2 separate regions of the Zea mays genome follow, and region 2 is linked to region 1. A link is a contact called in public Hi-C data. All regions are on one chromosome and are shown on one strand. The core of a region is the stretch at or near the end of the contact, and the rest is flanking DNA. Distances in the headings are between cores, read along the strand shown. Region 1 holds the start of LOC100284275. Region 2 holds the start of LOC100281863 (polygalacturonase).

Region 1 (3,085 bases), core at 321-2,820:
AACTTGCTGAATTAATCAGCACCTGAGTGTGTATAGTAGATTAGAAGGAACACATATAAAATATACTACCTCTGTTCTTAAATATTTGTTGTCCGTTAGTTTATTTTTAAACAAATAAAAAAGAATAGAGGCGATGGAGTATATGGCAGATCAGGGGAGTACACATAAGTAAGTTAATCATATATGGTGGATAATTAATAGCTATTAATTTGATCATACTAGTATGACAATGAGTGAAAAGTCTACTTACATCAACAACTTAATAGTAACACGTACACTTACATTTTGTGTGTGTGTGGGTTTGTCCCTCTCATGAATTCCGTAGATTCAAAGCAATAGTCCTTTTTTTTGTCCCACCATACCTCGAGGAAATCCAAAATACACTCTACAGTACAGAGATAGGGAAAAGTAGAGGTAACTCAAAGTTAGCTGAGCTTTCCCGGCGGCCGGCCCTTTCGTTCATATATCCATCCATCTAGAAGCATATCCTCCAGATATTAATTGCTACAATATAGTCTACGTTTTTTCCCATCCAAACAAAAAAAAGAAAAAAAAGCAACAAAAATAAACCAAAGAGTTGAAGCTATTATTTGATTCATATGTATATATCTTATTACGAAAAAGAAAAGGGCTTCTTGTTCAATTCATCCCGGCCGAGCTTCTTTAATGTGATTTTTGAATCGAGATCGATCTCAGACGTCTACGATGCAGGGTGCTGCGCGCTGGAACTTGAAGTAGCCGAGCCCCCCACCGGCGTTGGAGCCGTAGCTTCCTTGTCCGTCGTTGACGGTGAGCAGCGCGGGGCAGCGCACCCTGAGGTGGTAGTGGCTGGTGATGAAGGCCCCGGCCTTCCAGCGGATCCAGCCGTCGACGCGGATGGTGACGAGCAGGTACCCCGCCGTCTCGTCCTGTGTGAGCGCGGTGGCGAGGTAGGGCGGCAGCGGGACGTTGGAGGCGGAGAGGAAGGGCGCCCAGACGGCGGCGTCGTTGGGCGGCTGGAAGAAGGGCGGCAGCGCGGTGGGCACCGTGATCTGCATCGCCCGGTACTCGGCGTACACGTCGGCGCGGTCGTAGTAGATGCCGACGCGGTCGTTGGTGTTGCGCGACGCCAGCGTGGCCTGCATGGTGACGGTGAGGTAGGAGGCGGAGCTGACGTTGATGCACACGATGCTCACGTCGTTGAGGAAGAAGCGAGGCTTGGTGGGGCGGAGGACGAGCCAGACGATGAGCACGATGAGGAGGACGAGCACGATGACGCCCACCAGGGCGGCGCAGAAGCGACGGTACAGACGCTGCCGCTCGCAGTCCTTGTGCTGGTCGCAGTACTTGATCGACATTTCGTTATGCTGGTTGCTGATTGCTGCTTGCTGCTGGTGGTGGGTGTCGTCGTCGTCTTCTTCTTCTTCTTTTCTTCCTCCTCGCTCCCACTTTTCTTCGTTTGATTTGGTTTGCACTCCACCACACACTCCTTCTGCTCACTCAGTGACAAGACAAGAGCTAGCTAGCAGAGAGGAAAGCAGAGCAAGGAAGGGACGACTCCTAGTGTTTATAAGCCTGCCACTGGCACTGGCAGGCAGACATTCTAATTAAGCTACTAACTTTATACTATTAGAAGAATATTAATTATTGGCTATATATATATATATATATATATATATATATATATATATTGGTTTGTATATTGAGTCCGGCCTACATTTGGGTTTTGGCGTGAAGGAAGGATGGATTCAGTACGGTCTTTCTCAAGACTTGGCCTCCAAAAAGGACGCTGATCATTCACAAGCCAGCGGAAGTAAAATTAAAGCACGTACGTACGTACGGCACATAGCTAGCTCATAGATGAAGCATCTTTATTTCAAGCTGACTATCGACTTATTTGTGCGCTAGCTAGCTGCTTGTCGCTGAAATTACAAGCTTCCGCTAGCTGATGAATGAAATTCAGACTGATGACCCCCGGCCCCCATGCATATCCATCAATAATTCAATTCCTTGTGGTTTTATTCATCATGCACCGTCGTTGGTCCATCGATAATCATATCATTTCGTCCTCTCTCTTATCATACCATGTGACATGCATCCGACTGTGATTCTTTCATCCTCCTGATCCCAAACTGCAGTCAGCAGTCTATACTTTTGTTCATCAGCAGAGAAATAATCATGCGTGCAACAACAGCTGAACCAAGAAGATCATCTACAACCTATATATATATTCATTCTTGCATTGGTCGATATATAAACTGCAGCCAGCACTAGCAATTATATTATATATATATCCTGCCTATTAGCATATAGTGCTAATACATACATATATAGAGAGAGAGGGGGAGAGCGCTTTTAACTAACTTGTGCCCCAGCTAACCCTACAGGGAACAACACTTAGCTTGGAAAGTTGAAAGAGAGTCTAGTGGAGGCGACAGGTGAGGCGTCCACATCCATCACTGCACCTTGGGTTGGGTCAGTTTCAGAGCATATATATCAGTCCACATATCTCTACATCAATTTCTTTCTTTCTTTTCTCTTCGTAAAAGAAGAAATAGAAAGATAAACCAAGTAGAGGCTAGAGGCTGAGGCATGTTCTTCTACATGCATCACCTTATCTCCTTCGCACCATATCGACGATCAATTTCTGATCGAGCCAAAAGAAAACATCCAAAACATGTATATAAATAAATATGCGCACTTAAATCGTGTTCCTCTTCTCTTTTCTCCTCGCAAGTCAGGAGGACACGACACTGCTGTCAGTCCCCACTGAACTTTCTTTCCACAATTTTCTCCACCTAGCTAGCTAGCTAGCTGCCTTTGATCATCTCCTTGTCGGGTCATGCTAGCTGATTTTGCTGTAAGAGCCTTCAGCTCTTTCGTTCAATATAGATGAGGTAGCATGGTATGGCTGGTTGGTGGCACATCGTGTTCAAGAGACAGCAGCCTAGTCCCTACCACCCCACGTAACGTACTCCTCTTTTTCTCGATCGCCCTCCTAGCTAGTTGGATGGACGCTTAGTGCCGCGCAATTTGGTCAGGCATTCATTAGTCTCAACCCAAAACTTCCAACCTTTTGCAGACCTACACTTAACTTCCAACTCAA
Region 2 (3,477 bases), core at 140-2,639, 630 kb after region 1:
AACAAACAAACAAACAAAATGGGCATAGACTGGCGTTCACAATATTTTGGAACAGGCATTAGCTGTAAAAGACGCAAGATGGCTTACGATTATTATGATCAGTGTGTTCCAACTGAAGCTCACCATTTCCCATGCAGTAGCTAATACTAGCTTGTTTGTTCTGTTGGAATTGGAAGTAGCTGTAGCAGGAGAAGTGACACAGCTACCCTCTCTATTGGCTTTAGCACAGACGACAGATAAGAGGAAGGTGGAAGCAATGTAAAGTACAAAAGAGGCTTCAACTCGGGCCAGCAACCCCAGTCCAGGTGGAATGGAAGCAGCATAGCATGCAGTGGGGACAAAGCAAAGGCACACAGATAATGTGGTGGCAGAGTTCACAAGGAAGCAGCAGAGAACCAGGCGACCGTCCATGGCCAAGCATGTGACTTCTCCAATACATTTAGTATCTGTCTGCACACGGATCATGGCATGCATGTGACAGCACAAGCGCCGAATCTACCTAGTTTGACGACGACGAGCATCCCAATGTTTGGAGGGCCGGTTACGCAAGGCTTTGGAAATTTCTGAACCCACCAATGTAACGAACAAATTTCTTGTCCATGCATAGCCAGGCCACTGATCGAGCAAGCAAATTAAACCACGCGTTTTGTTGTGCGCATGCATTGCATGCTATGCTTGAGCAGAAACGCTGAGCAAAATTTCAAACCACCTCCTAGAATAGAATCCTAGCTCCTACAGCGAAGCCGATGCAGCATTTGGCACTGCTACTACTGTATTAATTACTGTCTAAACAAAGAAAGAAAGAAGAAATGAATGAACCGTTAACCTGGGAGCCGAGGATGACCGCGCCGCGGTGCAGGAAGAGGGTGAAGCGGCTGGTGAGGTTGAAGCTGCCCGTGAGCCACCTCCCGGGGGGCACGTCGAGCCTGGCCCCTCCCCCACCGACGGCCCTCGCGCCCAGCTCCGCGACGGCGCGCCGGAACGCCGCGGTGTTGAGCGTGGCCCCGTCGCCCACGGCCCCGAACTCCTCGACGGACGCCCACACCTCGCGCGCCGGCCCCGCGCCCGCGTAGAACCCCGCGCAGCTGTCCCCGGGCGCGTGCGCGGGCGCGTCGTGGGGGCGAGAGCGAGGGGCGATCGGGAGGAGCGCGGCGGGAAAGCGCGTGAGGGCCAGGTAGGAGGCCGTGGCGAGCAGGGACAGCATGACGAGGAGCGGCGCTGGGCGCGGCCATGGGAGCGGCAGCGGTGGCGGCATGGGGTCGTGGTCGTCGACGGCGGCGGCCTTGGCGCGCGCGGCCATGGCGGGCGAGGCAGGCGGAGGAGGAAGTGCCGCCACGCCACGCGCATCGCTTTCCCTTTTTGGACGGGACGCCGGACGCGGCCGATAGAGAGAGAGAGAGAAAAAGAGACGTAACCGAGACAGATGCTTTTCTGTTCTTTTCGCCCGAATTGCGTGAGCGTGTCGGAAACGGATGGACCGGCCCAGAACGGCCCGCCCGGCCAGGTGCTTGCTTTTGCTAAGCGATCATGTTTTATACTTGTTGGGCTGGATCTGGTCAGTCGTTTTATGTAGGCTGAGCATTTGTTCGACTGAGCCCATGCTGAGGCCCCCTCTGCTCACGGCAACCGGCCGCGATGACGAAGCAGCGGCCACGCCCCACGCTGACAGCCAGCAGACAGGCGAAGCTTCAGGCGAGGTGGAGCCACGACGGCGAGCTCCAGTGCGTGCTAGTACAACGCAATGCCGAGATCAAGTATTGTTTATGTTAGAACAAGAGAATTTTTCTACATCCATATCCACACCTGGCTTATGTTAGAACAATTACTCCCTTCGTTTTTTTAAGTTATCGCTGGATAGTTCAATTTTGCACTATCCAGCGACACTAAAATAAAACGGAGGAAATATATTTAAGAGGAGAGCGACAAGATCGTAATAATATAGCAATTGTATATATATGCCACCATATATAATATATAAATAATCAATCAATGTATGTATAATAAATGAAAGAGGATTGCGACTCCTTGCTAGCCCTACCGACAGATGTGGACCGTTGGAAGGCTTTACTGTAGCACGTGGACCACGCGTGCATGCAACTGTAAGAAACTTGTGCGTAGATTGGTTTTACTGGGCTACATAGTACTGCTACAGCGGACGACGGAGGCCCAAATCTAGGTTTTGGGCCCAAATCTTCTTACACTGTTGCTATCACAGTCATCATACAGGAAACAGACCAAATATATTTTTTTTGTAGAAAATTGTTTACATATGAATATATCCAATAATGCAATGTTTAGCGCACAGCATAGATGATGCTCAGGATCAGCTAAGAATATAAAAGTAGTGTTTGGTTGAGGAGCCAAGTAGAACGGAGCCGTTCCATTCCTGATTCTAGGAACGGAGCCGCTCTGTTTTGTGTTTGGTAACCTGGAACGGAGCGGTTCTGTTTTTTGTTTGGTTGCAGAGTGAACGGAACGGAGCGTGACTGTGAGAGCGGGATTGGAACGGAGCGGCTCCGTCTCATTGATCTTTTGGAGCGGAATGGTTCCGGATCTGAGGAGAATATTCCCTAATTGGAGTCATTCCGTTCTAATTACTTTGTAACCAAACAATAACAAAACTGGGACAGAATGGTTCCGTTCTACTTGGCTCTTCAACCAAACACTACCTAACAAAGGTCTTTGTTCCAATCCAAAAACAGCGCCAAGAATTGGAGGTGCTCTTTTTATTTTGAAAAATTGTGAAAATGGGTTTGTTTGTGCTAAAACAAGCTATCAGGGCCACTGGCGTAGAAAGGGGAGGGGGGCTAGTAGGGCCGGCCTGGCGATGGCCTCAATGGTTTGTACAAACATATAAATGTAGGCTAATTATATTAATACTAGTTTTTAAGTAGTTAAGGATATAAAATAACGATTGATTCAATAAACATTGGTTATTTTTTGTTTGTGCGTTAGATAAAACCATGTAGTCTATTAAGTTAAATTATATTGAACTATATATAATTTATTAAATATTGTTTATGGTCTTCTCTACAAAAAAAATCATATCTACCTCTGATCAATGCATGTACAACTCTAAAGCTTTTGTATCAGTTTTCAAAGAGACGGTTGAGACTGCATCCATTCATATAACGGAGTGCCTATAAGTTATAAATGTAATACAACAGCACACAATAAGTTTTACGTCAGAAAGGTCATGTAAAATACGACTTCTGTGCGAAGACAGTCTCGTGATTTTTTTTAAAAAAAAAAATTACCTCGAAAACCTCTCTCAAAACCAGTATTAATAAATGGGTCGTCAAATTGGAAGTTTGGTGAAACAAAGTAGCCAAAGAAATTGTATTGACTTGACCCATTCAACCACCCACGCGCTCCTCATGATTATTTATTTTATTTATTCAAAGCAAAGTCTCCTGCTTCCTTCCGTCTTGCTCCTCGACCCTTCTTCCTTCCCCACCACCGCGTTCCAATCAATCC

What was found. A called contact is a pair of places that touch in the nucleus more often than the background predicts.
Region 2: a Hi-C map of bundle sheath shows a contact between it and region 1, with 2.4 times the contacts expected there. The contact joins the promoter of LOC100281863 here to the promoter of LOC100284275 in region 1. A contact is called at or near these places in 3 of 25 Hi-C or Micro-C datasets (bundle sheath, leaf and tassel).

The regions. Positions count from the first base shown.
Region 1 is chr6:5,904,163-5,907,247 of Zm-B73-REFERENCE-NAM-5.0, forward strand. LOC100284275 reads right to left here and starts at 1,571. Exons shown (of 1, transcript NM_001157170.2): 1 at 187-1,571. The coding sequence starts at 1,337. The coding sequence ends at 693.
Region 2 is chr6:6,535,972-6,539,448 of Zm-B73-REFERENCE-NAM-5.0, forward strand. LOC100281863 (polygalacturonase) reads right to left here and starts at 1,390. Exons shown (of 5, transcript NM_001154783.3): 1 at 827-1,390. The coding sequence starts at 1,300. LOC100276777 reads left to right here and starts at 3,401. Exons shown (of 1, transcript NM_001150490.1): 1 at 3,401-3,477.